4 separate regions of the Mus musculus genome follow, and all the other regions are linked to region 1. A link is a contact called in public HiChIP or PLAC-seq and promoter capture Hi-C data. All regions are on one chromosome and are shown on one strand. Each heading gives the region's core, a stretch centred on a gene start, on an enhancer-like site or on the middle of the called end of the contact. The rest is flanking DNA. Distances are from core to core; before and after follow the strand shown.

Region 1 (5,638 bases), core at 1,977-4,476:
GTGAGCCACCATCTGGATGCTGGAAATTGAGCTGAAGACCTATGGAAGAGCAGTCAGTGCTCTTAACCACTGAGCCATCTCTCTGGCCCCTGTCATTTGAGTTTTTAACTGCAAAAAAGTCTGGGTTAAGAAGTCAGATATGGGGCTGGTGAGATGGCTTAGTGGGTAAGAGCACCCGACTGCTCTTCCAAAGGTCCTAAGTTCAAATCCCAGCAACCATATGGTGGCTCACAACCACCCGTACTGAGATCTGATGCCCTCTTCTGGTGCATCTGAAGACAGCTACAGAGTACTTACATATAATAAATAAATAAATAAACAAATAAATAAACAAATAAATCTCAAATGACAGCATGCTGGGGGTTTAAAAAAAAAAAAAGAAGAAGAAGTCAGATATGTCAGCTGGTCAGTGGTGGCTGGCACACACCTTTAATCCCAGCACTCAGGAGGCAGAGGTAGGCAGATTTCTGGATTCCAGGCCAGCCTGGTCTACAGAGCAAGTTCCAGGACAGCTAGGGCTACACAGAGAAACCATGTCTCAAAAGACCAAAAACCCCAAAACCAAAACAAACAAAAACAAACCAAAACAAAAAAGAAGCCAGCTGTGTATATAGAGTATTATTACAGTTTTTGGTGATGAAGAAGGCTTGCTAAAGTCAGGCCTGGTAGCATGTGCCCGAAGCTCTAGCATTCAGGAGGCAGAGGCAGGAGGATTTGATTTTGAGGACAGCTCTCACAACAGTCAAATTCTGTATCAAAACAAAGGGCATGGTGACTTAGTGGCTCTGCTGGCAAGCATGACAACCCAAAGACCTTCATGGTAGCAAGAGAAATGTAAGTGGTCCTCTGGCTTCCACATGAGCATCAAGGGGTGTGCTTGCATAAGTGCACGTGCACGTGCTCACACACTCATACACACACACACACAGATACACACAAACAAATATAAATATGATCAAAAATAAATAAAAGAGGGCTGCTTCTGGAGCTCCAGCCCCAGGCTGGACTTCCCCTGAGGGCATGAGCCTACTGGGTGGGGCGTGCTCCATCAGGGCGCCTCTTTGTCCTCTAACAGGAAGTTTCTGCTTCCTATTACCCCAGCTGTTCGTCCCAGCTATGCCCACTGTAGCCAAGCCAGACTTTGGGTAGGCCTTTTTAGGAGCTTCAAAACTTTTCTTACGTTTTCCTCTTCTCTTTCATCTAGGGTGGTGGTACACAGCTTTAATCAGCACTTGCGAGACAGAGACAGGAGAATCTCTGAATTCAGGGCCAGCCTGCTCTACATACCATTCTAGGATAACACAGAGAGACCCCATCTCAAAAAACTAAATAACAGGGTCACTTTCCTCTTCACCCCCAAAGTCAAAACTTCTAAATATTAGAGGTGTGCTGAGACCTCAGACATCCCTGGAAGACCCTCAATCATCCTTGCATCAGGGGGTAGGGGTGGGGGTTGGGCAGGACCCTCATGCTAGTTGTGAAAAAGCTGCCCACAATGGGTTGCAACCTGACAGGTTACTTCGTTACTGATGTTTTTAGCCTCAGAGGAAAATTTAGAGATCAGAGAAAAGCTGTAGTCTTGACCAGGGACAGACTGGCTATCTAGAGAAATCAATTCTGAGTTAAAATACAACTTAGACAAAGAGGTCAGTTTCCTTGTCCTTTTGGTGTGGTTTGGGGACGCCCCGTAGCCCTGACTGACACTGAACTCACAGATCATCTTGCCTGTGCCTCCCTGAGTGCCTGGGTTAATTGCAGTGTCAGAATCCCTGGCCTTTTTGTTTTGAGAGAAAGGTTTATGTAGCACAGGCTGTCCTAGAACTCACTACATAACCCAGACCGACCTCAAACCATCTGTTCTCCTGGCTTCAGACTTCTCAGTGCTGTGAATAGGTACGCAATGCCTGCCTTCTCCTCCCCACTCCCTAGGGATATAAAATTATAAAAGATTCTCAAAATATACAAATGAAAATAATATGCATGAGTTGTGTGCGTGTCATTTTCATAGACCCTAAATACAAAAAGGAAGCCAGATGTGGTGGCCCAGACCTTTAATTCCAGCACGTGAGAGGCAGAGGCAGGCAGGTCTCTGAGTTATAGGCCAGTCTGGTCTACAGAGTGAGTTCCAGGACAGCCAGGACTACCCAGAGGAACCCCACCCCCACCCCCACCCCCACCCCGTTTGGGGGTGGGTGGAAAGAAAGTAATTTCCCACCATTTCCTATCTCTCACCATCTGAGGTGTTATTTTTGGATAGAAAACAAAAGCTGCCTGGTTCTGGTTTTAGTCAAGCGTGTCTTTCCTTGATCATTGGTCATTATTACGTCTTACCCCTTTCCACCCTCAACATTTATCTAGTCCACTCCCCTTAAGAATGGCTGTCCACTCTGCCATCAGCCTCTTATGAGGAAGCCATGAGAGGGTCGGAGTTGGGAGAGTGTAACCTTGCCTGAAAAAATCACACTTTTTGATCTCTAGCCACCTAAAATGCTCGCTAAAAGTTTCACTTCTCAACACCAGGGGGTGTCTCTTCCCGTGTCTCGCTCTATTGCCCTTAGGGTTGCCTTAGTCCAAAACCTTTCTCCGTGTTTTTATGTACACACTAAATCTTCCTCTTGTCCCTCTAGCGACAGGGATCAGCCTGTTATTTTCCTCGCTTCTTTTCATATAAGCACATAAACCTCGTATCCTCCCACTCCACCATCAGAGAATCATGGGGCTAGAAAGTGCTTTTTTTATTGCAGCTTATCTGTTTGTCTCTCAAGTCTCCGGACCAACTTGTCCTTTCCCTGCTTTATGCATTCGTTGGTCTTGCAGCTCCCACACTTCTTGCCTGCGCCTCCTTGCCTCTCAGAGCTATCTTTACACACGGGTCTCTGGACCTCCTACATATCCACCTTTCATCTTCCTCTTACGGTTGGCCCCCTGTCTTATCACTTCTGTGACATCTCTCACCGTCTCCCCCGCAGTCCTCACTCTAGGAACAGTATCACGATATTTCTGTAGAACAAGCCCTTTTCTTCCCAACGTTGATGGATACATTCCACAGTGCCCCTCCGCGCATTCCAACTGTAAACAAAGAGTTCCTTTTCACTCCCCCTCCCCCAGTCTAAACTCTTGAATTTTGTGGACGCAGCTGCCCAATCTGCCCCTTGACCTTTTACGTCCTGTCTGCAGCTCTCCACCTCGGAGGCAGCTTCCACAGTTCCCTGCTTGTGATGCCCAGGAAATCCTTGCGCGGACACCTCAACCCGGGGTGCACACCGCGCTCCGCCCTTCCCGGAAAGTAGATCCGGCCAGGCAGACAAAAGTTTGGAGAAGTTGGGTCCGTGCAAGTGAGAGCCAGGGGGGCGGGCCGGGCCGGCGGGCGGTGGCGCGAGCGGACGCGTGGACAGACCTGCGGAGGACAGCCGCTACCGTGGGCCCTGCCAGCCGCGCGCGGACCCTCTCGCTGGGGCATGCTTCGGGATCGCGGGCACCCGGCACCTGGGCCGCTCGCTGAGCCCCCGTGAGTGACTTGCATCCCAGGAATCCGAGCCCCGGGGAACTCGAGCCCGGCCTCTGGCCGAAACACTGCAGCGTGCCGGGCGAGGAGGGGGCTGCAGGCCCCAGATCCGTGGGCATGGAACGGTTAGGGGAGAAAGCCAGTCGTCTGCTAGAAAAGTTGAGACTCTCGGACTCCGGCAGCGCCAAGTTCGGCCGCAGAAAGGGCGAAGCGAGCCGGTCTGGGTCTGATGGGACCCCCGGAGCAGGCAAGGGACGCTTAAGCGGGTTGGGGGGACCTAGGAAGTCAGGACACCGTGGAGCGAATGGGGGGCCTGGAGATGAACCTTTGGAACCGGCCAGGGAGCAAGGGCCCCTGGACGCCGAGCGGAACGCACGCGGCTCCTTTGAAGCGCAGCGCTTCGAAGGGTCCTTTCCCGGGGGGCCGCCGCCCACTCGAGCCCTGCCTCTGCCTCTGTCGTCGCCTCCTGATTTTCGGCTGGAGACCACGGCTCCAGCCCTTAGCCCTCGCTCCAGCTTCGCCAGTAGCTCGGCCAGCGATGCGAGCAAGCCATCTAGCCCCCGGGGCAGCCTGCTGCTGGACGGAGCCGGGGCCAGCGGAGCCGGAGGTAGCCGGCCGTGCAGCAATCGGACCAGCGGCATCAGCATGGGCTACGACCAGCGCCACGGGAGCCCGCTGCCCGCGGGGCCGTGCCTATTCGGCCTCCCGCTGACCACTGCTCCTGCGGGCTACCCTGGAGGGGCTCCGTCCGCCTACCCGGAGCTCCACGCTGCCCTGGACCGACTATGTGCCCATCGGTCCGTGGGATTCGGCTGCCAGGAGAGCCGTCACTCGTACCCCCCGGCCCTGGGCAGCCCCGGAGCTCTAACCGGAGCCGTGGTGGGAACAGCGGGTCCTTTGGAGAGACGTGGGGCGCAACCCGGACGACACTCGGTTACAGGCTACGGGGACTGCGCCGCGGGGGCCCGTTACCAGGACGAGCTAACAGCATTGCTGCGTTTGACCGTGGCTACCGGTGGGCGAGAAGCGGGTGCTCGCGGGGAACCCTCGGGGATTGAGCCGTCGGGTCTGGAGGAGTCTCCTGGTCCCTTCGTTCCAGAGGCCTCCCGATCACGGATACGGGAGCCAGAGGCCAGAGAAGATTACTTTGGTAAGTAGGAAAGAAGAAGCTAGGGAACCGAGAGACCGGTCAATGTGTGCGGTTACCCATCGCCCCGACAGCACAAATTGCTGGGGCCGGGAGTTGCAGGTGGAGACCCCAGATTTTTCTAATATGGAAAAGGGCGGACCCTAGAGCACTTGCTCAGTCCAGCCAGGTTTCTAATGGAACCAGGCTGATGATCCCTGACAAATTCAACTCTTGATTTTTCTCGGGAGTCCCATTTTTCTCAAGCATCGTGGCACGACGGCCTGTCGCAGTAGGAGGCCTCGGAAGGAGGAGGAGGCGCTGCGGGGCCAGGAGAGCATCCTCTCGCGCCCCCCTCGCGGCTGGGCTCCTGCAAGCTCCGGCGTGCCGCGCCCCCACCCGCTCCTTGCTCCACCCGTAGGAATTCGGGGAATGCGCGGGGGGCGGGGCGGGCGGCCGCGTGCGTGCCGACTCCTGCCCTGGCGCTCCAGGTGCCGTGGGCGACGCCCGCCAGGCGGAGGGGTGGGGAGCGTGTGCTTGCGTTGGGGGATGTTTGCTAGCTCCCGCGCAGTCTTGCCTGCTGTCGGGGAAATGGAGCCTGATAGGGAAGCCTGATAGGAAAGCAAGGATTCAAGTCCTGCCCGGTCCCGCCCCAGTCCTGATGGTGAGGTGTGTGCTGGTGGCCTTTTAAAATAGGCCAGTACCTATCCGCCTGTTTTCACCAGTTTCCGGAAATCAGGGCAAAACCAGTGACCCCGCTTGAGACCATTACACCTATTCCGTATGACTACCAAGTTTTACCTGTCTGAGTCCCTCCATAACTTGACCAGCATCCAGAAGGAAGTAGCCCTGCCTCCCTGCTCCTGTTGAGGAAACCTGGCCATGGTCTCTCTCCAATACTCGAAATTTTAAAGAAGTGTCGATCGCTTGTTAGAGCTGGGCGGTGGGGTGTTATCAAAACTCACAGACATTACTTAATTATAAAAAGTAGTCAGGATTTAAATGTG
Region 2 (5,638 bases), core at 2,287-4,786, 240 kb before region 1:
ACCCCTTGACTGAGCCTCCCTAGCAGCTATAATCATAACCACCATGCCAGCTCACCCAGCCCTAAGAATTTTCACATTAATAAAAGAAAATAGTGATTAGGGGTGTAGCTCAGAGTATTTGTCTAGCATCCTAGAGATTCTGGGTTCATTTCCCAATGCTCACTCCAATATAAAACCTTAAACTCAACTCTTTCTTGAGACAGGGTCTCATTTTGTAGCTCTGGCTGGCCTGGAACTCAGAGATCTGCTTGACTTTGCCTCTCCAGTGTTGTGATTAAAGGCATTTGTCACCATGTTCCACCTGGCCTTTAAGTTTCCTTTCTAAAACTTGATAGTTGTAAGAAGTTGGCAATCATTTATTCTCTCAGATAATTTCCTCATTGATAAAATAGCTCTGCCAGTAATTACTACCAAAGGCTGTGGTGAAGATTATGCTGGAGGCTGGGTTTGGTGGTACACAGCTGAAATCCCAGCATTTGGGAGGCTGGGGCAGGAAGATGGTGAGTTCAAGGACAGTTAAAGCTATAGAGTAAGATCCTGCCTCATAAACAACAGAAAAAGCAAAAATTATTCTTAAAAATCTGTTAATTGAAAATAAACATTGTAACTTATTTGTTTAACTGTATGGGGGCTTAGGGTGTAAGCAGATGCAAAGCCCTAGTTCTAGGGGAGTCAGGGGGGAGGGTATGGGGGACTTTTGGGATAGCACTAGAAATGTAAATGAAGAAAATACCAAATAAATAAATAAATAAATAAATAAATAAATAAATAAATAAATAGTACTAGTTCTATACTTAGTACTGCCAAATAAAGAAATAGGAAATTGCTTATTAAACTCCAAGGTATCAACATCATTTTTCACCCAGTATGACATTTCCCGACACAACTCAAAAGACTGAAGAGTAACACTATTGCTAAATCAGTTAGTGCCATTCTTTTATTAATGGGTTCCTTTAATTTCTAAAATGAACCTACATACAGAATCCGTATTATCACTGATGCCTACTAAATGACATTTATTCTACATCACAAAGAGAAATGGCTACTCATTATATCTAAGTTAAACATTTTGGGATAAATCTGAAAAGAAGCCACTCACCCAAAGTCATACACTTTTTACAGAAAATATGGCCACAGCTGGTGACAAAGAAATGGGCCCCATCTTTTCGGAAACACTGGTTGCAATGAAACCAATCCATTCTGGACCAGATAGAGAAAAAGAATAAGAATAATGTAGGGCATAACATAATTATACCTATTACAATAACACTGCTTACCGTTTACTGGGTGTGGGAACAAATTTTTGGGCATTACATTTGTCTGTAGGGATATACATATGAGAAAAAAGTCACCAAACTACCTTCACTATATGCCAGAGAACATGTGTGTGTGTGTGTGTGTGTGTGTGTGTGTGTGTGTGTGTGTGTGTGTGTAAGTAGAAAAGTAATAGGAAGTCAGAAATGAGGCTTTTTTTCTCCCTCTTGGAGTGGTATAGTTAAGTATCTATATTTATATGTTTGCCTTTACTGTAACTCGCTTTTGTTTTGTAAGTTTTGTAGCTTAACTCATAGTTCAATTTATAACTAGAAAAACAATCTTTTAAAAAATGAAAAAAAGCCATATTTGTGAGGTGCTATGGCTCAAACTAGAGCCTCATGAACATTAAACAAGTACACCACCACTGAGCCCCAGCCCAGCCCGTGTCTTTACTCATAGGGCAGAGAAAGCAGCCAATAGGCAGTGGTGGATCAGACAGACCACACTTGGGCACGTCTTATAAAAGTGAAGCAGTTGATGATAAGAGTCTCAGCTAACACAGCCTCCCCCACAGAAACCCAGTCACAGATCAAGAAGGTGTCTTAAGTCATGACCAGGCTCATCCCCACCCCTCCCACACATGGACACACGATATACATGATTATAACCACACCTAACCAATTTATCCAAAATTCCATCTTTACTGGTAATTCTGGAATTAGAATCCAATTCTCCTGATTCTGTAGAAAATACATGTTCCTACATTAAACAGTCCTTCCGTTCACATGGTACTCATATGGTACGATTTTTTTTTCTAACAGCAATTTTTGCATAATTTAAATATATATCCAAACAAAAGTTATTTTGTGGGGTTGGAAAAAAAAGTTTATTTCATGGGTGGAGCGAACATGTGCCACAGGCAAGTGTAGAGGTCCCAGTTAACTTCTGAGAATTGTTTCTCTCTTCCCTCCATGTTGATTCTGGGAAGTATGAGCTCTACATAAATGGCAACTACTTTTACCCATTGGGCCATCCTGTTGGCCCACTTTGTAGGAGTTGTTTATTTGTTTTGTTTTTTCAGACAGGGTTTCTCTGTGTAGCCCAAGCTGTTCTGGAATTTGCTCTGCAGACCAGGCTGTAGGAGTTTTTTTTAATGAAGAAACTGACATTTGAAAACAGCCCTGGGCTCTAAAAACCACAACAAAATATGTTGGATATGCTAGTTAATATTTATTAATTAGCATAATATAATTGATCGACTTTTATAAATAATACATCTATAAATATAATTCTTAATATAAATTAATATTTAAGCTGTTAAAATAAAACAAGTTTCTTCCTCGCTATCACAATCCTCTCTGAACAATTCATTTTTAGAGTGCCAGTTTATGCAGAGGCTTACAAAGTCAATGAGGTTACTTTGCACCCCATCTTTAGAGATTCTGCCACTTAGCCAGTGAAGTGGCATGCACTTTCAGTCCAAGAACTTGGAAAACAGAGGCAGGTGGACCTCTGAGATTTCAAGGCCAGCCAGAGTTAGATAGTAAGACCCTGTGTCAAGAAATAAAACAAAATGAAATAAAAATCTGCCGTTTAAGATTTATGATCGATGGAGCTGGAGAGATGGCTCATCGGTTAAGAGGGACAAGGGTAGGGTGACTTGAGTTTGATACCTGGGGTCCACAGGTAGAACAGATTCCCACAGGCTGCCCCATGCCTTCCACGTGTGCGCCACGGCAAGCGAACCACCACCCGGTAACTATTCGCATGCCCCACACTCAACTACACAAATAAATGTAAAATGTTCTTTAATTTACTAAATGGTAGGGTGAGGTGGCGTAGGACGTTAATCCTGGCACTTGGAGGGCAGACGCAGGCAGACTGACTGTGAGTTGGAGGCCAGCCTGGTCTACACAGTGAGTTCCAGGGCAGCCTGGGGTATGTAGTGAGAACCTGTCAATGAATGAATGAATGAGCAAATAAATATCTAAATAAGCCGTCCCCACAGCACCAAGCTGGGGGTGGGGGTGGGGGTTCCAGTCGCGGCTACACTTAAGTGGTAAGCGGCCATGCCTGGCTTGGGTAAGAGGCCGCCAGCCTTCACGCGGCCTCCAGCTCGACCCTTTCTAGCTCGTGCCCCTACCAGCTTGGCAGCCGGGTTCCAACGTTTCTGTTCTCAGACCATCCGGTTCTCTCCCTCACGAGGCACAGGAAACGGCGGGAAAACAAGCAGCCTCCGCCCAGGGCACGGCCACCAGGTTCGAAGCTGCGCACGCCAGATTGAACCAGCACGCGGTGGGGGCGGGGCGGGGCGCTGATCCTCCTGCGCAGCCGCAGAAGCAGCCAGGCCTCGACAGACAGGTGGGTCCTACGGTGGCCTGATAAGTCCAGGAGGTCTTCGAAGCAGCCCCTTGTTACCTACCATGGAAGCAGAGAGGGAAAAATGAGCCTATTAATGTTCCAGCAAACGACCCCCAAAACAAAAAGAAACGGAGTCGCAAGGCCATAGAAGCTTTGGCATAATCTAAAATGAAATAGAAATAATGGCAGCTTTAAAAGTACAGCATTGCGGGGCATGATAGCACACGCCTTTAATCCCAGCACTTGGGAGGCAGAGGCAGGCAGATTTCTGAGTTCGAGGCTAGCCTGGTCTACAAAGTGAGTTCCAGGACAGCCAGGGCTATACAGAGAAACCCTGTCTCGAAAAACAAAACAAAACAAAAGTACAGCATAAATTCGAAATAGAAAAACTAAGAAGTTGTTATGTGGATAGAGGCTGATTGGCTATAAACTCACAACAAACAGACCTCCAGAAAAAAAGTTTAGCTTTTTGGGGTTGTTTGTTTGTTTGTTTGTTTGTTTGAATAAATGAACCCAGCCCTGGCGGTATGCTTGGGAGGGTGAAGACGGAGGATGGAAGATCTCAGCTTCACCCCTGCCTAGTTACAACCTGTGATACTCAAGGCCCTATACTCAAAAAAGAAAAGAAAAGGGGAGCAAAAGGAGATGGGAAGAGAAGAAAAAAAAAACGATAAAAAGGAAAGAAAATAAACATTTCCACTGCGCTGGTTGTCGGTGTTTCTTTTGTTTTTAGGTCAGCTTGGTCTAGATAGTAAGCTCCAGTCTATCCTGGGCTACATACAGCAAACCCTGTCTCTAAAAATTAAAGAAAAAAGATGAAAACCAACCAAACAAGAATAACCTATGGGGAGAAAACCCCATATCTGTGTGTGGAAACACACTTTATTTAAATGCTAAAGTATAGAGCACCTATAAGATTTTAGAAACATGTAATTTTAGAAGCGTAACAATAAACATACAGAAGCCTGCTAGTGGTGGCCACGCCTTTAATCCCAATAAAGGGAATCACTCTTGTTCACCTCCAATAAAGAGAGCTGTGTCACTGAACACTATCTCCCGAGAAGCCTGTTTCTCCCACATCTAGATGACCAAGTTTCTGTCTAACCCACCTGCATGGTAAGCTTCTTTCCCTCCTGTCCAGCCCTGTGTGCAAAGGTGCCTTTGCGCACACCTGAGGGCAGAAGCAGACCCAGGCCAGCATCACCTCTCCAGCATCCCTCTCAACAAAACAACAAACAAAAAACATTTCTGCTTAAAGAGCACACATAAAAACCCAGTGGTGGGGGGCAAAACCCACCATAGGTGAAATTTGATGCTAAGTGACAAATTGTGGAATCCACTTATATAATACAAGGCTAATACGTTTAAAATACAGGGAGCTTTTAAAAATGTTAACAACATTATAAAACTTGAATCAAATAGATGAATGGTTAGTCCCTAGAAAAGAATAAAAATGACATGTAAGGACTGGGAGTCCACCTCAGTGTTAGGTCATTTGCCTAGTGTGCATAAGACCCTGTGTTCAAGCCACTGCAAAAGCAACACCCTTTGAATGGTTTAAACTATTTTATTTATTGTGGCTATTGTTATTATTAGTGTGTGTGCATGTGGAAGTTGTAGGGGGTCAAAGACAACATTTTGGAGTTGGTTCTAACCTTTCACCATGGGCCTCATGATTGAATTTAGACTTATATGGTGTATTAGTAAGGTTTTCTTCTTTTTTAAAAAAATATTTATTCTTTTCTCTTTGTATCACTTTTTTAAAAAGATTTATTTATTTATTTTATGTATGTGAGTACACTGTAGCTGTACAGATGGTTGTGAGCCTTTATGTGGTTGTTGGGAATTAAAATTTTAGGACCTCTGTTCACTCCTGTCAGTCCCTGCTCACTCAGGCCCAAAGATTTATTTATTATTATACATAAGTACACTGTAGCTGACTTCAGACACACCAGAAGAAGGCGTCAGATCTCATTACAGATGGTTTTGAGCCACCATGTGGTTGCTGGGATTTGAACTC
Region 3 (5,638 bases), core at 1,665-4,164, 190 kb after region 1:
AGTGACAATGTGCCACAGAGATGTAGGAGCCCAGGCTAAGGAAAGGTTCAGGCATGTTCTGCCCTAAGCTGGTCTGCATGTGATTATCTCATGAGGTAATTACCCCAGTTAAATGCAAAGCGGCATATTACCAGACTGCTCTGGGAAGCTCTGTTCCAACTTCCCAAGTCAGAACTGCCCAGGAGCCTTCCCGTGCGTGGCAGGTGACTTCTCAGGCCTTGTGCCAGGGTGCACCTGTGAAAGGTCAGAGGACAACTTGTGGGAGTTGTTTCTCTATTTTCACCATGTTGGTCCTGGGGATCAGACTTTGGTTGTCGGGCTTGGCTGTGAGTACCTTGATAACCAAGATAATCCACTGAGTCATCTTGCCTGCCTTATGGTTGCTTAGAAATCTAGGGGAATGTATAAACCATGTGCTTGCTTCCTTAGAGATGCCACAGCCGCAGTGTTTAAAGTGCTGACTGAATTCTAGAAAGGACACTGGGAGGGGTCTGATTCAGTGACCCATGGCCACTCTGTGTTTGGATCTTCTTCCCCCATGACACATGAGTCAGTGAAATGTTTCTGTGACCCGGAACAACACCTGGGGGACATCAGAAAAGAAGAGTCAGTAAAAAGTTGAAGATGTCTCTCGGGCTTGTTTGTGGTGTGTGTTGGTGTAACCAGCAGCTTCTCTCTCTCTTTCTCGGAGTGGGACTTGGTTAGAGTCAGGTGGTGAAGGATCACACTCGGATGTATTTGCTAGAACTGGGGTGTACGATATGAATGAGAGGCTGACTTGCATGAGGCTCACTGGTTAACAGTGTTTGCTGCTCTTGCACAGGGCCAGAGTTTGGTATCCCAGCACTCTGGTTAGTGCCCCTGCCCCTTCGGCCAAGATCACATTTAATATTCTTTGATTGCAGTAAGAAAAAAAAGTTCAGTCCAACAAGATACTGAGACCTGTCCAGAGATTTTCCCCTTCTTTTTCTTTACTTTCTAACTACTGTAATAAACAGTGCCGCTAAACACCAACAGCTCTCTGCCTGCGATCAGGGAGGCTGGTTCCTGTGCTTAAAAGGAGGTCTTCCTGCCGGGCAGTGGTGGCGCAAGCCTTTAATCCCAGCACTCGGGAGGCAGAGGCAGGCAGATTTCTGAGTTCAGCCTGGTCTACAAAGTGAGTTTCAGGACAGCCAGGGCTACACAGAGAAACCCTGTCTCAGAGAAAAGAAAAGAAAAGAAAAGAAAAGAAAAGAAAGGAAAGGAAAGGAAAGGAAAGGAAAGGAAAGGAAAGGAAAGGAAAGGAAAGGAGAAGGGAAGGGAAGGGAAGGGAAGGGAAGGGAAGGGAAGGGAAAAGGGAAAATAAGGGAAAAAGGGAAAAAGGGAAAAAGGAAAAAGGAAAAAGGAAAAGAGAAAAGAAAGGTCTTCCTTTGTTACTTACAAAATGTGGCCCATATCTTAGAAGGGACACAAAGATGCCAGCCTCTTCATTGTATCCTTACCTTAGGGAGAAGGGTTACTTTCATTGTTGGACTTTTCCCCCCCTCTCTGTCCTGGACCTGGCTCTGTAGACCAGGATGGCCTTGAATTTAGAGATCTATCTCTGCCTCCTGAGTACTAGGATTAAAGATGAGTACCATCACTGCCCTACCAGACTGACTCTGACTCTGACTCTGACTCTGACTCTGACTCTGACTCTGACTCTCTCTCTCTCTCTCTCTCTCTCTCTCTCTCTCTCTCTCTCTCTCTCTCTCTCTCTCTCTGTCTTTGAGACAGGGTATTACTATGTCCCTTGGCCTGCCTGGAACTCAAAACCAGAGGTTCACCATTCTCTGCCTCCCCAGTGTTGGCATTAAAGGCCAACCCACACCACCACACACAGGGTCTGCTATTGCGATGTAAGCCATCTTCCATCAGTGCAGGAAAACCAGGGCTGGAGAGATGGCTCCGCAGTCACAGCCCTCGTACAGGATCTGGGTTAGATTCCCAGCACCCACAGGGAGTGGCTCACACAGGTCGCCTGTAGCTCAGGCCTCTGGCTTTCTCAGGCACCCGCACTCATGTGGTGCACATGCAGACAGGAAGGCTAGAACAGGTGCAGGACCAGATAGACGGTCTGGACTTGTGGCGTGTGGCACACATTGTCAGATTAGAAAAAGGCAGTTTGCTTTCCCAATAAAGATTACAAAACATGTAAGAAGCGGGAAAGGAGACAGGGCTTCCCTGACATCCTTTGATGGTATTAATTTCATTCTGTTATATTTTGAACTCTATGAATTAAGAAGAGCATATTGTGGAAAAATGCAAGCACATATTAATGCAAAAGTAGAGTGAACAATGAGACCAACGTTTGTTACTCCAGCACAGTGTACGTTGTCGCTGCTGTGGTCCCATCCCGTGAGAGTACTGAAGCTTATCTAAGCATCATTAACATTTAACTTGTAAGCTTCAGGATTAATCTCTACGGGATAAGGACTCACAGTTTGTTGGTGAGACTTTAGACTATTTGAAGTTAAACCTGGGCATTGATCAGAGCAGGCTAAAGGTATTGCTACTTTTGGATTAAAAATTATCTTATGTGTATGTGCCTGGATGCATGTGTGTGTCGTGTGCATGGAGGATCCTGCAGAGATCAGAAAATTGTGTATGGTCCCCTAGAACCGGAGTTATGGGTAGTTAGTTGTGTGGGTGTTGGGGACTAGACATGGGTTCTCTGCAAGAGCAGCAAGTACTCTTAACTGATCGGTCTCCCACCTTCCCTTTTCAGAACAACCTGGGCATTTCCATTTTGTTCTAGAGCGGATTCTGGGCCCTCATGACAGCATCCTCCCCAGAGACTTTGTGTCTGCTGGGGTTGACCTGTCCTGGAGTGCCTCTTCAGGTTGCAGGAGTGTCATCTTCCCAGCAGCTGCCTTGCAGGGATAGAGTAGCAGCTGGGTCAAGGTTAAAGGTCATTTTAGGCAATCCTCCCATGGACTTGGCTCAGTATTGGGTGGGGACTGAATTACCCGCCGGGGTAGAAGGGCAGGTGTCTTTGTCTGTAGGCTAACTTGCATCCATCCCTATTATTCTAACCCTGAGGTCTCCTTCCTCTGACTCCGCAGCAGGAGGTGGGGCTTTGCTTCAAGAGCCATACTTTTGGCTGAGCTTTGGGGACTCTGGTCAGCTGTATCTGTTAGGGGTGGGGACAAAGAGCCTAGTCAGCATTGAGGCTTGCCTTATTCATTTCCTGTTCCCAGGGCCAGGCTCTCTGGAGGAAGCTGGGAGCTGTGCAAGGTGTGAGCCAGCTCCCTTCAGCCGGTTCTCTCAGTGCTCCCGTCTCTGTGTGTAGGGTTTTGCATTCAAATTGAGCCTCCCCTCCTCAAGTTCAGTACAGAGAGCAGACCGGGACATGATGGGGGTCTGTGACTGGGGGTTGTTCCCCAGTAGTGGGGAACATGGCAGGTAACAGAAGGGATGAAGTGATCCTAGCCGTAGGGATCAAAATATCAACATTCTCAGCCTGGGAGTTGTGACCTCGATGAGTGTGCGTGGGGGTCCAATGACCCTTTCACAGGGGTCACATGTCAGATACCCTACATAACATATATTTACATTATGATTCATAACAGTAGTAGAATTAAAATGGTGAAGTAGCAACAAAATTTTTTGTTTGGGGAGGGTCACTGTGGCATGAGGAACTGCATTAAAGGGTCTCAGCATTAGGAAGGTTGAGAACCGCTGCTCCGCATTCTCCTGGCCGGGGTCGCTGTAAGAAAAGGCGTGAGTCAGCTGTCTTGTCTGTGCTCATGACCGTGAACAGAACCAAGACAAAGTGCCCTGTGACATGGAGCTGCAGACTCTGCGAAGCAGAAGTAGTCCTTTAAGTCTATTCCAGTCCCATGCTGTGACCTATGGTTACCCTGCTAGGCTGGCCCACCCTGGGGCATCGTTGGCCACTCAAAGAGACAAAGTAAGAGTAGATGCAGAGGGAGATGCACTCAGTATGGCAACACTGGGAAGGGAAACGAACAAGCAAAGAGGTTCAGTAGATTCTAATATGAGGCTTAGGTCTAAATAGAGGGTGAGAGACATGCACAGCTAAGCAGCCCTGGTAAAAGAATGGTCTCCACCACCCTGGTCCTCATCGCCTTAGTTCTAATGTCTCTAGCAAAGTGGCCTGAGAAGATGCCACGCTGTGTGAAATCACTTTGAGTCACTAGGTTTTCCTGCAGCCGGCACCAGGCTTCAGCCCTTTTCTTTTCTACGCACGGGATGCCTAAGGAAATTCCAACTTACTTGGGACCACGGCTTAATGATCTGCTAGCCAAAAGTGGGGAGAGATATAAGTTTCACTTTAGAATGTCTTCATTCCTGCCAGGGGGTTCCTGTTCTAGGGGCCCCCACTCTCCTGAGCATACATAGGCAAAGCACATCTGTGTTTGGCGTTTCTAATGAAAACTTGGCTTGCAGAGCCTAAAGGTGGAGAGTGGCCATTGCCAGATAGGGAGAGACAGGTTTCTCGTGGTGTTGAAATAGCTCAGGATGGAAGTCCAGTGGGTAGCGAGGGATGGACCACTGGCTGAGGAAGAGCAGTGTCTGACAGGCTTGTGGAGGGCAAGATAAAGACACGTTATTTTGTGGGATTACTGAGGAGACAGTACACTACCGTCTTTAATGATTAACTTAGCACCGGGGTGGCCTGGAGCGATGGGTACGTGTTTGCTCAGCCTTTCGATAAGGTTTGGTTGTTTACTGTTATGTCTATTAGGCACAAAGACATGTATTTGAGTAGAGCCAGAAATCTCCTCAGAAGAAAACAGAAAAAAACGTGGGTAATACGTAGAAAGGGAGCTGGGGAGGTGGCTCACTGGGCAGAGTGCCTGGTGCTCGAGAAAGGAGACCTGAGTTTAGACCCTCAGGGCCTGCTTAAAGAGTCAGCTTGCTGAGTACCTGGGGGAAATCGATGAGTTCCAGGTGCAGGGAGATTATCTCAAAAAAGAGTAGGGCGGACAAGCTGACAATGTGGCTTAGCCAGTAAAGGCTCCTGCCACCAGGCCTAAGTTTGACCCCTGAGCTCCACATGGCAGAAGGAGAGAATTGTCTCTTACAAGTTGTCCTCTGACCTCCACGTGTGTGCTGTGGCATGCACACTTACGTGGGAATAACTATAATAAAAGATAAGGTAGAGAGGTGATGGAGGAAGACACCCGATATTGGCTTCCACGTATGCATGTAGGGGTGAGTGCACACTCATGTGCCTGTAGGGGTGAGCACACACTCCTCATTTGTGTGCACTCGCATACACACAGACACAGTAAGGTTAGAAGAAAGACTGGAAGAGAAGATGGCTTATTCTCCCTGTTTCTTAGTGGAGGCCTCTGGACCAGAATCACAACAAGGCCAGGACCTAATAATTGTAGGAGGTCTGTGGAGCCTGGGGGCATTGTCAGGACTCCGAATTAGTAAGATTGCTTTCTTTCCTTCTGAGATGGGGTCTCTATAGTCCAGGCTAGTTTAGGAGTCACTATCTAATCCAAGGTGACCTCAGATTAAAATTTGTGGGTGTATAAAGTGATGACAGGAACTGCTCCATGGTGTGGTGAAGGGGAGGGTTTTTATTGTAGACAAGAGAAAGCGATCCACCAGAGGCCCCTGGAAGAGTCCAGAGCAGAGAGAA
Region 4 (5,638 bases), core at 804-3,303, 130 kb after region 1:
TAGGGGGACCTGGCCTCAGCAAGCATGCAGAGTAAGCTGCCCCCCCTGGGGATGTGATGACAGCCCTGGCTTAAGGAGTCTAACAGTCCTGCTGTGGAGCACCAGGACTAATGGCAAGGGAGCATCGAGGGGGCTGAGGAAAGCAGGCTCCGAAGGAACTAAGCCACTGGCACCACACCAGCATGGAAAGTATGTGTATGAGCTCATTGGGAAGCTGGGTCCTGTCCAGTCAGGCCTGCCTGCCTTCCAGACCCTGGCTGTTTAGCCCCAGCGCAGTCTGCCACTGGGTCTCTCCCAGACTGAGGGGAAAAGGCACTAAGGGGTAGGAGTAAGTATAGAAAACTGGTTTCCTAAAGGAGAAATAGACTAAGGTTTGAGGTGAGTACAGATCTGGTACAGGAACTGTAGGACAATTGTCTGAGCTAAGGCTGGAGTTTTCTGGGGACTTAATGGGAATAGTAGCCATTCCTCTGAAAGCTTTGATGCCTCCTATTCTTAAAGATTTGTTTATTTTATGTATATGAGTACACTGTAGCTGTCAGACACACCAGAAGAAGGCATCAGATCCCATTACAGATGGTTGTGAGCCACCATGTGGTTACTGGGAATTGAACTCAGGACCTCTGGAAGAACAGTCAGTGCTCTTAACCGCTGAGCCATCTCTCCAGCCCCTGGTGCCTCCTATTCTTATCAAGGTGTTCACCAACACCCCCTACTATTGTATGTAAGCACCTTTAGCCCCTCTGGTTTCTGAGTCCATGTGGCCTTTACCTTCCTTCCTTCTGAACACTTGCTTCTACCTCTGAGAAGCAAAGGGTGCAAACTGGCTGTCCTTTCTGAGGAACCTCTCCCATGCCCCATCCTCCCTACCCTGGTTGCCTTCATTGATCTGCTGCATGGTCCAACAAGCAAACACAGATATCCTGTCAGTTCCCCAAAGCATACTGGCTGCATGGAGCTACACTGGAAGAGATGCCCAAGGAACCTTGTCAGAATCTGCTTCCATAGAGCAACCACCCAAGTTTCTTTGGGGGGTCTTAGTTTTGCTTTGCTGTGCTGAGGATCACATTTAGTCCTGCTCATGTTAGGCAAATGTTCTCCCACAGAGCCACGTCCTTAGTCCCGATATGGGGCTAATTTGAACTAAGGAACTGGTTCCAACTGAGACCTTGCTCTGTATACTGAAGGCCTACAGCAAGGATACAGAGGTAGCTGGGAAGTCTGTTTAATGGGTAAAGGCATTGAGAATGGGCAGGGAAGGACCACCACGGCTAACCAAATTGTAATGTGTGGAGATGTCTCTCTGACATCTTCTCTTGCAGAGAGTGCAGTTCCTCTTAGGCTGTCCCTTCCCTGGCCTGCCTGGCTGGTAGCCCAAGAGGCTTTGGACCTGCTGCTATCAGGACCCCTGGAAAGGGAGAGTGCAGTAAAGAGAGGCCCCTCCCCCCACGGGGTGCGTTGGTGGGCAAACTGCTGCTCCTTCTTGGCCTTCTTTCCCACTCCAGTATCTTCTTAGCCCAGTGTCCTTGGGGCAGCCCAAACCTCCTCACATATTCCAACTGGCTCCTTCTGGCTGCCCCAACTCACAAGTACTGCTTTCGAATAAAGGAACTTGGAACCATAGAAACTGGGTCAGGCCCAGCAGACAAATCGGCCAGGCCAGGCCAGGCCAGTGAAAACAGTTGGTAGGTCCTTGGGAGCCAGAGGGCCCTCTGCCTCCTGTCATCCTATCCTGACACGGTGGCTCACTCAAGTGGGACCTTATGACCACGAAGGCACCCTCCAAGGTCCCGGGGTGGGGTGGGCAGGCTCAAGTACATCATCAGCACCAGACATGCGGCCTCCACCCCACAGTCCGGTCTGCGCAGAATCCATCCTCCAGCTCATCTCCCTTTGTCTCCAGTTCTGCATTCCCATTTCTCTCGTTGGCTTCAGAGAGCATCTTGTGATTCCAGAATCCCAGCCAAACAATTTCCTCGTGATGGGGAAACCGCACTCCTTTCCCGGGCTCCCCCTCCTCTTCCCTCCTGGGCTCTTCCACTGGCTCCAGCTGTGCTTTGCAGAATTCCCTCTGGATAACATCTGTAATTACCTCCAGATGTGGACCACAAAAACACAAAGGGGCCATTAGCTCATCTTTTACTTTTTTTTTTTTTGGTCACATGAACGGGCTTGATTCCCCCTAGATGCCCCTGACTTCCCCAGGGCCACCTCAGCTCCAAATCTTTTTGGTGAAGGTGGCGGTCGGTGGAGGCTGTTCCTAACTTCACTGAGACACACGGGGCCCTGGCAAACAGCTGTTGGCAGCAGAGGCACAGGTGATCAGGCACAGGGTCAGGGTTGTTGGCTGGCAGGAAGGTAGGGTACCCCATCTGCCAAAGTAACCATACCAAGGACCCTGCAGAGCAGCTGGATGGAAGAGGGCATGGGTGGAGCCAGGCTCTGGAAGGCAGGCTGTGGAGGACCTGGGCGGGAGCCCAGGGAAGACTGGGCTGAGGCAGGAAGGGAAGGCGGGAGAAGGGGGCTGCTCTCCTTCAGCTGAGCTGACTCAGCAGCTGGGCTGACCCCTCCCTTCAGGCTGGTTTTGGAGGAAGGGAGGGTCAACAGCCTAGGAACCCTGTCTAGGGCAGCAGTTTCTATGGAAAATGGAAACAAAGCCTTGTTATTTAACCCTTCCAACCTGAGGGTCCTGGATCTTCTGGGACAATGGAAGAACTCTGTTGTGCCAGGGAGAGGACACTCCTTGGAGCGCAGACCATGAAGAAAACTTTTTCTTTTTCGTCTCTAGACTCCTGATCCAACAGCAGGGTCTCAGGACTATAAGAACCACCACCTCTCTGCCCCCTACCGCACCCCTTACTGTGTAGCCCCAGCTAGTTTAGATCTTATTCATGTAGACCAGGCTAGCCTTGACCTCCTGCCTCCATAGAGTAAAGATGCCACCATGCCCAGCTTTAGCAGGACCTCCCTAGGAAGGGTCTCCTTAGGTCCTGGGGCCTGTCATTGAACTTCAGACTAATGTGACCATGGGAATACCCTTGCTGAAGGGACAGATTTATGCGGAAACTCAAATGTGGCGAGATCACACGGCAGAATAATGCAATTTAGGAAGATTTTCCAAATGGCCTCAGCTTGACCACTTCCTCTTATTCTGGCAGCCTTGATTCTCAAAGGTAGCCTTTTAAGGCTTTTGGGGGGAGAAATATGGGTTCTTCCAGTCACTCCTCTAACCTCCAGTGGGGTATGACTTGTTCCCCAACTGCAACTCTTAAGTTCTATCAATCTAAGAATAAATATTTATGACAAATACTAAAACCTGCATCATGGGAAATGCTGTTCTTAGTGTCTGCCCTCCCTAGCCCTGCTTGGCCACATCGCATCGTATCCACCCCTACACCCAGCTCGAGTCACACAAAGAATGTGAAACACAGTTTATTCTTCTTGGAAAGGTTGAACAAGGTCAAAAAATGTCCTTAGAGAGCACTGACCCAGCCCCGCCCTGCAGGTTTCTGGGGTCAGTCGCCTCAGCCCCCCTCCACCCCCCACCCCTCCCCATGCCCCTTGTTAACAAAAAGGAACGATTTGAATGGCATTCATATATAATAATTATAATAAAAATATACATTAAACAAAACAAAAAAAAAACCCAAACAAGACAGAAATTTAGCTGGGCTTCCAGCACCGTTCACCCCTATCCCCAACCCCCACCCAGACATTTCTCTCCTCTCCTCGCCTCTCCCTCCACAGGGTCTCACTCTCCCAAGTCCCCAGTACCATGACCGCCTTCAGTGGCTGAAGGAGACTTCAAATGGGTCAACTGGGCGGGGAAGAGGAAGGGCAGGACATAGGTAAAATGGGCTGAGGGGTGCCTGCATCAGGAAAGGGAGGCCACCCTAACCAACAGCACCCAGACACCTGCCTCACTAGGGCAGTGAGGAAGTCTAAGCAAGCCCAGGCTGCTGACAGCCTTCTCTGGTCTCCATTGAGTCCCTGTATGCATGTTCTTCTCACTCCTGTATCAATTCCTACCCTTGCCTTCTACACTGTGAGCAAGGGGACAGAAAGTGGCCAGTGTGGCTTCCCTTAAGGCCCTTTCTGAGACATCCAATAAGATGTGCCCACTCCTGGGGACTAGTGTCCCGTGTGTGCACTGCAGTCTGTGCAGACTCCCAGGCATACACTGCCACCACTACCCTTCGTGTCCTGCCCTCTCTGACTGCTCTCTTTGGGTCCCAGCCCCAGTGACTTGCATTTGAACAAGGTCTTTGTCTGCTTTGAGCTGTGAGGCTCATCCTTCAGGTCCTGCTGTCTCCCCTTGACCTCACTCCACCCGGGACCTTTCCCCCTGGTTTCAGCTCTTCCAGCCTTGAACTTGACATTCAAGGCTAACATTCAGGGGTCAGGGGTCGGGTTTGCCAAGGGTTTCCTCAAACCCATTTAGTCCTTAATGGCTCAGGCTCCTTTGGAAGTTCTCCAGACTGGGTTGGATAGAGGCAGATCTTTGTGGAGAGGAACTTGGCTGTCCAAGCCACCAGACTCTCTGTGAGCTTTTCTTTCTTTCTTTCTTTCTTTCTTTCTTTCTTTCTTTCTTTCTTTCTTTCTTTCTTTCTTTCTTTCTTTCTTTCTTTCTTTCTTTCTTTCTTTCTTTCTTTCTCTTTCTTATCAAAGTCTTTAGGGTAAACTGAACAATCTTTCCACCTCCAAACGTACACTCTTAAGATTCCTTTTAGTCAGAGTGGCGGGAGGCAGCCAACTAGGTACACTTGGTACATATAGGGCTCATATGCCCAGAGCCTCCTGAGGTCAGAGTTCAGAGATTTAAGGTATGTAGTTAGGGGGATGGAAAAGAAGCAGATGGCCCCATTTGGCCGTTGCCTATAAGGTCAGAGGGTCTTGCCTTCAAGTGCAGAGCCTTGACAACATTCAACTAGGGCTGAACACACACCGAGCTGTGAGATTCCCTTGAGGGCCAGAGGCCAACCGTCTTCTGCTCAGCCCTCAAGGGACCCACTTATGGATGAAGCAATGCTGGGGTGAGGGTGGGAGAGGCCAATTAGGGACTGAGAAGGGAGGCTGGAGGGAGGGAGCCCAGGACGGGTGAGAGCAGCCCACCTGCTACCACCTGTAGCCACTGGCCTTCAGAGGCAAAGTCCTTGTGGTAGAAGCGGGTGGGCCAGTGGTGGGGGTCAGACCTTGTCCAGCAGCGAACGCTGGCAGTAAAGCAGTCGCTTGGGCGTCCCATGGCGTCTGAAGAAGAAGACAGCGAGGCCCACTGCCAGTACCAGGAGCAGCAGTAGTACCGGCAGGACCACGGCGGCCGCACTCACAGCTCCACTGCCCTCCTCATCCACCTCAATGATGATCACCTCCGTCTCCTCCTCAGTCCCCTCATCGGGCCGGCCCCCCGAAGGGCAGCCCATCCAGTCCCGCAGAGCTGACTTGGGATACCCTGGCTCTACCTTCAGCTTCTGGTTGTTGAACTTCCAGTATTTGTTTCCCTTGTAGAAGTATGTGAAGACTGAAGGGCCCCAAGAAGACGGATGAAGAGGACAAGAACCAAGACGGGGTGAAGAGGTCGGGGGACAGAGTCCATAAAGGCCCCCGAAGAGAGAAGAAAGCACAGTTAGTGTGAGGCCAG

Evidence for each region. Promoter capture Hi-C pulls out the DNA fragments that hold promoters and counts their contacts. HiChIP or PLAC-seq counts read pairs in DNA pulled down with a chosen protein or histone mark.
Region 2: a promoter capture Hi-C map of hematopoietic stem and progenitor cells shows a contact between it and region 1. The contact joins the promoter of Rnf212b here to the promoter of Ajuba in region 1. A contact is called at or near these places in 5 of 39 promoter capture datasets (embryonic stem cells, hematopoietic stem and progenitor cells, hippocampal neurons and 2 more), 2 of 484 Hi-C or Micro-C datasets (the G1E-ER4 cell line and cerebellum), 3 of 115 datasets of contacts at active chromatin or transcription factors (bone marrow-derived macrophages and embryonic stem cells) and 1 of 9 other capture datasets (adipose tissue).
Region 3: an HNF4G HiChIP or PLAC-seq map of pancreatic cancer cells shows a contact between it and region 1. The contact joins the enhancer-like site here to the promoter of Ajuba in region 1. A contact is called at or near these places in 1 of 484 Hi-C or Micro-C datasets (nephron progenitors), 3 of 115 datasets of contacts at active chromatin or transcription factors (embryonic stem cells, extraembryonic endoderm stem cells and pancreatic cancer cells) and 2 of 9 other capture datasets (adipose tissue and liver).
Region 4: a contact with region 1 is called in a promoter capture Hi-C map of second pharyngeal arch cranial neural crest. The contact joins the enhancer-like site here to the promoter of Ajuba in region 1. A contact is called at or near these places in 13 of 39 promoter capture datasets (the 3T3-L1 cell line, the C10 cell line, the HPC-7 cell line and 9 more), 8 of 484 Hi-C or Micro-C datasets (cerebral cortex, cortical neurons, embryonic fibroblasts and 3 more), 8 of 115 datasets of contacts at active chromatin or transcription factors (bone marrow-derived dendritic cells, embryonic fibroblasts, embryonic stem cells and 3 more) and 3 of 9 other capture datasets (adipose tissue, liver and pancreatic islet).

Annotation. Positions count from the first base shown.
Region 1 is chr14:54,575,249-54,580,886 of GRCm38.p6, reverse strand. Ajuba (ajuba LIM protein) reads left to right here and starts at 3,226. Exons shown (of 8, transcript NM_010590.5): 1 at 3,226-4,655. The coding sequence starts at 3,623.
Region 2 is chr14:54,812,048-54,817,685 of GRCm38.p6, reverse strand. Rnf212b (ring finger protein 212B) reads right to left here and starts at 3,536. Exons shown (of 15, transcript NM_001370899.1): 1 at 3,401-3,536; 2 at 1,100-1,200. The coding sequence starts at 1,199.
Region 3 is chr14:54,381,012-54,386,649 of GRCm38.p6, reverse strand. All of the region lies in intron 2 of Slc7a7 (solute carrier family 7 (cationic amino acid transporter, y+ system), member 7), which reads left to right. Among named protein-coding and RNA genes, the nearest start is that of Oxa1l, 23 kb to the right of the region's middle. Within about 2 kb of position 2,914, at least 65 of the 459 cell types and tissues checked have an H3K27ac peak or open chromatin away from gene starts, as enhancers often do. A contact at or near this core is called in extraembryonic endoderm stem cells, liver and pancreatic cancer cells, where this site is marked.
Region 4 is chr14:54,440,221-54,445,858 of GRCm38.p6, reverse strand. It overlaps Mmp14 (matrix metallopeptidase 14 (membrane-inserted)), which reads right to left. Exons shown (of 10, transcript NM_008608.4): 10 at 3,403-5,518. The coding sequence ends at 5,187. Among named protein-coding and RNA genes, the nearest start is that of Gm24424, 7.0 kb to the left of the region's middle. Within about 2 kb of position 2,053, at least 120 of the 459 cell types and tissues checked have an H3K27ac peak or open chromatin away from gene starts, as enhancers often do. A contact at or near this core is called in adipose tissue, bone marrow-derived dendritic cells, embryonic fibroblasts and 5 more, where this site is marked.